Regions from separate parts of the Mus musculus genome. Here region 2 is linked to region 1. The links are chromatin contacts, called in public HiChIP or PLAC-seq maps. All regions are on one chromosome and are shown on one strand. Each heading gives the region's core, a stretch centred on a gene start, on an enhancer-like site or on the middle of the called end of the contact. The rest is flanking DNA. Distances are from core to core; before and after follow the strand shown.

Region 1 (3,058 bases), core at 509-3,008:
TGCATTCACATGACGCACTTATATGCAGGCAAAATACTCAAAATGTATCTAAAAAAAATGTTTAAGTTAAATCATTCTCCCAGAACCTGTACTGTGGAATTAAACCTTTTGCTATACTGTAGCACACTCTGCAACAACTGTTCCAGCTCACTCCTCTGTTTTCTGGTGCTCCCCTCCCCCCTCAATTCACTGTCCTCCAAACATAGGAATTTTCCATGCCTCTGGGCCTTAGCTAATGTCGCCCTTTTCCCAGTCTACCTGTGAACTTCTGATGCTCTGTAAGCTCAGCTAGCACTTTCAAGATGGGGCAATAACAGGGCTGGCTGAGCTAAGTGGATCACCTCCAGAAGCCAGGGACACCTCCCTTCTAAGTCCCATATACCCAACAACTGAAGGGTTCCCCTCTTCACTTAGAGAGGAGAAAGCCATGGCTTACTTAGCCAAGCTCAGGCTGTTTAAGATCAGGACGGAGATCAGAACACAGGCTAGAATCCAAAGTGTTGTTCTTTCCACTGAGCCCAGGTGCCCTTCCCGGTCTTGCCCTCTGTCTTAAGAGAAAAACCTCAGCCAACAGTACACACTTACTTTCCTATACGCCATCCCACTACTGGCAAGACTATGGGCTTTCGGGACGCAGGACTCTGGCAAAGGCGGAGCGAGAGCTCGGTGGAAGGAGTACTCTTTTCTAATTTAAGCACCTGGGAGCCAAGTTATTGATGAGGTCATTTACCGACGGGCCAAGGACTCAGCAGATTTCCCTGCCACAGTGGATCTATGCACCAACCAGCAGTTCTTACTGCTTCCTTCAGTGGGCGGAGAGGGATTGGATGAAATGGTCAAAACGCAGCGGAGCTGACTTGGAAGGCAGATGAAAAAAAAAAAAAACGCTGTGTTTTCCTGGCATCCAGCCTTCGTTTTGTTTTGTTTTTTGTTTTTTTTTTTTCTTTTTTCCCAGCTCAGGTAAAGAGATGATGTCACTACACAGTGCTGGCCCAGAGGCCTGGAAGCAAGACCCTACCATGTGACGTCCTCACAGACACAAGCTGGAATTTCCTAGCAGAGCAATGTCACTTTTCTGCAGCCACTGGTGCTGCACACTAAAAATATCACTGACCCCTAACTGTCAGGTGCCCCCCTTTGCACTTGGGAAATGGGCTCTGCAAACGACCAGCGCGGAGCTCACCGGCACCCAAGGTAGAGCCTGTGATAAGTTACCGAAGTGTTAAACAAGTCCGTCAGGTGAACTTGCTGTGTCAACACGAACTTTTCATGATGTGAAACAAAAGAAATATTTTCCTAGGACCACCTCAGATGCATGCTTGGGCACGGATAGCTGCAGATGCGAGGCCCAGGCAGAAAGGCGTGTCATACACGCTGAGCCACTTAGAGTCTTGTTGCCAGAGTGGGAGAAAGTTTGCCTTGGCAGGTAAATGAATGAAGGGGCAACCATCAAATACCATCTGCTATTTTAAAACACGCTATTTGTGTCTCAAGTGCACATGTGCCTCCTGTTGCTATTTGGACGGGGGACGAGAAGCCGTCTCTCGTTCCATTTACAGCCTTTGGCTTCAGCAGCAGCAAGGGCTGACCAGGCAGGAGGAGGTATGGCTGTGACTATTTCTGTGAAGAACTGTAATTGCTGCTTAGGAAACCTCCTAAATGTTTCAGGAAGCTCGGAAAGATGGGGACATGAAGTCACTTCATTCCTTCCCAGAATACACGGGGCCACCGGAGTCCATTAGGCTGCTGCTCCTTGACAAGCCACGTAAGATGTCCAAGTGCGGAGGGAAGGGGAGGCCGGACCACGATAAGGCACACACTGTACCACTCCGATTTTCCAAAGCAACTGCTAAATTTAGCCTTAGGAAAAAGCCTGCCACACTCCACTTTTGAAAAGCCCTCCAACTCTACCGACCAGAACTCTGGAACTCCTGTCCTAGTGAGGGTTTCTCCCCCACTTGCTTCCATCTGCGTGGCTTTGGCGCTCCAGTTTCTCCTCTGTGTCTTTGTTCCACACAACTCTGACCGAGAGTCTTAGGAATGCCCAAAGACTCTTCCGAGAGGCTGCCGAACAAAGCCAACTGGCTGGTGTGGCAGCAAAGAGGAGCAGTGCTAACTTAATGATTCTCTCCCGTTCTCTCCCACCTGCAGTCGTCCAATAAGAGAGCCAGAGGCGCAAGAGGAGCAGCGGCACGCTTATTCTCCAGGGATCCTCCCCTCCAAGGTTTCATGGGGTGCCCACGGAGCTCGGCTGTCCCTGCAGAGCATTAAGTAGGAAAGAGCCCCAAGGTACTGCAAGAACTGACCTTGCTGTCAATAAAGGACGGATCCACCTGAGAGTCAAGGCAGTGAATTAGAACCAAAGAGAATAGGGCTCCGGCCAAGGTCAGTGCCCACTTCATTCAGTGCCCCTTTAAGTACATGAACTTTCCAAAAGGCAGTCAAATCCATGGGTGGCCTCAACGATTACAGGTCACTGAGAAAATGCAATACACAATGAAGCCCATAATTTCAGACAATGAGTAGAGTATATGTTAATAAAAGAAATATGATAAACAGAAAAGGAGACATCAGACAGACACAGGGGGATTGGATTATGCCAAAGCTGGAGGTTTTTCAAAGCCAGAGTGCTAGCCTGGGACCTGGAGGGCAGACAGGAAGACATGAGGGTGGGAGGAAAGCTAACTGATTTGTACGAAGGAAATTCAGAGCAAAACCCCTAATACTTGAGGACTGAGAAGCAAAGCCGGCAGGACTGTCAGAGGCATGAACAGGGTACTCAAGTGAAGACAGGTTGTAGTTCCACGGTTATCGGTGTTAGCGAAAGCCACTTAAAATCCTTGGGGAAGAGTCTGGGGAAGAGGGACAGGAAGAGACTCACATTGTACCTGAACTAGGGCTATAGAGCTGTAATAACCAAGACAGCTCAAGCTTTGTTAACCAAAAAGGGTCTAAAACATGCGAACTCAGCCTCTGGCTGAAGAGAATATAGTCTGATGCACAAAACATAGGCCACCAGGTTATATCCCCCACAGCCCAACACAGCTTCTCAACATAC
Region 2 (2,975 bases), core at 418-2,917, 890 kb after region 1:
ACACTTAAGTGGTGGCACACGCCTTTAATCTCAACACTCTGGAGGCAGAGGCTGGCAGATCTCTGTGAGTTCAAGGTCAGCCTGGTCTACACAGAGAAATCCTATCTTGAAAAACAAAACAAAAAAGTTTAAAAATTCGGAGGTGTGGCCAGGCGTGGTGGCTCATGCCTTTAATCCCAGTACTCAGAAGGCAAAGGCAGGTGGATTTCTGAGTTCGAGGCCAGCCTGGTCTACAGAGTGAGTTCCAGGACAGCCAGGGCTACACAGAGAAACCCTGTCTCGAAAAAACAAAACCAAAAAAAAAGTCAAGGTGTGTAGAGCACCTGCCTACCCACTACTCTGGAAGGCCTGAGCTCCATCTCCAACACAAAGTAAAATATAAAAGTCTCCCAGACAGGATGCCAGCATGCATTAAGGGAGGGGGTGTTTTTTTTTTTTTTTTTTTTTTTTGAGTGTTCAAAGCCAGTTTTGGGTACATAGCTCTATTCACTGACTTCAGTCAGAACTACAGAAAAGGGCCTGGTCTCAATGGAGGAGGTGGCTATTAAAATAGATAAGACACCTGGCAAAATCCCTGTGGCCCCACAAAACAGGAAAGAAACTGTCCTCTGACCATCCATCCCATGGGAGACATGGCAAGAGGGTGGAGGATTCTTCTACACACAAATGAATTTAACTTAAAAACAAAGAATGAGAGCGGGCAGAGGTGAGTGTTCCCCCGAGTTTCTGGCAACTCAGATACCTGATAACTACCCATGCAGCCACCCGGAGGCCCTTCCATGCAGAGCACACATCCTGGCTCGTGGTCAATGGAATACTATGCAGAATAGTGCTTGTGGGGCAAGGATGACTCTCGCAGGGCCCGGAAGGAAGAGAGAGAGAGATTCCATTTCTTAAGGTTCAAACCTCGCCACAGCCACGCAGCCCACATGCAAGCTATCCCTGTGGGCTGGTGGGAGAAAAGACTGTAAGTGGATGCCAGCGGAGACGTCTGTGGGCTGCCAACTGATGTGTGTATTTTTCTATGGTTGCTACTCTTCAGCAGAAACATTCAAAGTGTACAGGGTGCGGGCTGCCAGGAACTGAGCCCTGAAGGCACAGACATCGCTCGAAGCCGGAGCAGTTGAAGGGTGCTTCCCTAGAAAGGGCTCAGCACGAGTCTTGCTGGGGAAAAGGGGTCCCAGGGCTGCAGAACCGGGGATCTCCCACCTTCCCACAGCCGAAATCCCTGCCATGAGGCCCGGCCATCCTGGGAGCACTCATTCCTCCAGGCCTCCCGCGAGGTGACGCAGGCGCAAGGGGCCAGAGCAGGGACACGGCCAGGTGCCACTCACGCCCATCTAGTTTGCACTGAGCACCTACTGCTTCCAGGCGAGGAGGGGGCGGCGGGGTCAGGCTGTGAGGCCGCGCGCAGGAGCATCGCCCGCGCCCGGCCCGGCCCCTCTACGCAGTCCCGGTCCACCTCGCCTGCAAACCCTGGCCTGGGCCTCCCGGAGCTCCCGCCCAGTGCACCGAGACCCGCGAGCGTTCCGTAGGGTCGGGTCCCGGCTTCCCCATCCCTCACCGGTGGAAGGTGAGCTGCTTCCTGCGGCTGCTGTAGCGGTTGCAGCATTGCCGGGCCGCGCAAGACTTCGGCATCTCGGAGATGGGCCCACTGCCCCTAAAAAAGATGGCGGCTCGGCGGCCTCGGGGGGCGGAGCCTGAGGGGCGGGGTCCGCAGGCTCGGGGCGCCAGAGCAGGACTTGCTCTGCTCCCTAAAGAAGTTAGAGCTGAGGAATACCTCCTACAACTTGTGCCCAAGTAAACAACTTTGGAAACCTGGACTAAAAAAGCGTCGACTCCTAACTCAGCTAAGTTTCTGGCTTGCAGGGCTGGGTTTGTCCGTTACAGACAGGTACAGAGCCTGCCTGGCCTTGAACTCACACTTCATTCATCTCAGCTTCAGACAAGGTTTGGATCCCAAGGGAGGTACCCAGCTGGTCACTATACAGACAGAAGATGCCTAGCACTGGACTCACCTCACCAGTCCGAACTTCAAAGGGCCCTAATGGCTGTGGCTTTGAAAGCTCAGACAAGTGCGGGGTAGAGGGTAGGGGTGGCCGGCACACCTGAACAGACAAGTGTGACAGGAATTGAGGGAAAGGGAAGCCTTTCAAAAGTGCACACTGGGTTTGAGAGCTAACTGGATAAGTGGAGCAGGGGTCATGGTCCCTTTTCATCATCAGTTCAGCTCTGCCAGATCCGCCATCTGACAAGCAACTGGGGAGACCCACAGCCTTTTTCAGCACAGGACACCTAAGGAGGCACAGACCTCAAAGTAGCAATATCTTTATTTACAAAATATACAGTTTCACAGAAACAGCTTGCTTTATACACATAAACTTTATAATTACACAGAACATGTAAACGATGTTGTGTCTGGCCTGGCCAAAGCCCACGGGAAGGGTCTACTTGGGGCTGACCCTTCCCTCCCAGCATTAGCCATCAACCAGGAGCCCAGAGAGGCTCACGCCCAGTTTGCATAAACAAGCTGATTGCAGCTGCCCAGCTCAACCTACCCCCAAACCAAGGTGTCCAAATTCTGACACCACCCACAGGGAAAGATCCCCTTAAAAACAAAGCAAGCAAACACAAACAGATGTCAAATGTATTCCAGAGGCATTGATCTCTGAGCACATGTAATAATGGCCAGCTCCACTGTTCCACAACAAAACCACACATATTCTTAAATGCACTTAAAAAGAAAAAAAAACTACTGCAACTTTGGTTATTCTCAGGGTGAAGACACTGGACAACAACTGTCATGGGGCAGGTCTTTGGCAAATTCCTCTAACTTGTCCTGGGTATTTGTCCCATCAGAGCCACACAATAGCCTGGGGGCAAGACTGTTTCTATCACAGCTTCTCTTTAGAAGAGCTCTCCCCTTGAGGTCTGCACAATCTACAGAGCTCAGCAGTACTTCTACTTTAATATGA

The links. HiChIP or PLAC-seq counts read pairs in DNA pulled down with a chosen protein or histone mark.
Region 2: a contact with region 1 is called in an H3K27ac HiChIP or PLAC-seq map of cardiomyocytes, with 5 times the contacts expected there. The contact joins the promoter of Thap3 here to the enhancer-like site in region 1. A contact is called at or near these places in 3 of 39 promoter capture datasets (the 3T3-L1 cell line, hippocampal neurons and pre-B cells), 7 of 115 datasets of contacts at active chromatin or transcription factors (SST interneurons, astrocytes, cardiomyocytes and 4 more) and 1 of 9 other capture datasets (embryonic stem cells).

What each region holds. Positions count from the first base shown.
Region 1 is chr4:151,095,438-151,098,495 of GRCm38.p6, forward strand. All of the region lies in intron 11 of Camta1 (calmodulin binding transcription activator 1), which reads right to left. Gm46899 (a long non-coding RNA gene) reads left to right here. Exons shown (of 2, transcript XR_001784582.2): 1 at 1-1,765; 2 at 2,152-3,058. Among named protein-coding and RNA genes, the nearest start is that of Gm46899, 5.5 kb to the left of the region's middle. Within about 2 kb of position 1,759, at least 13 of the 459 cell types and tissues checked have an H3K27ac peak or open chromatin away from gene starts, as enhancers often do. A contact at or near this core is called in cardiomyocytes, where this site is marked.
Region 2 is chr4:151,987,319-151,990,293 of GRCm38.p6, forward strand. Thap3 (THAP domain containing, apoptosis associated protein 3) reads right to left here and starts at 1,668. Exons shown (of 4, transcript NM_175152.4): 1 at 1,565-1,668. The coding sequence starts at 1,638. Phf13 (PHD finger protein 13) reads right to left here. Exons shown (of 4, transcript NM_172705.2): 4 at 2,313-2,975.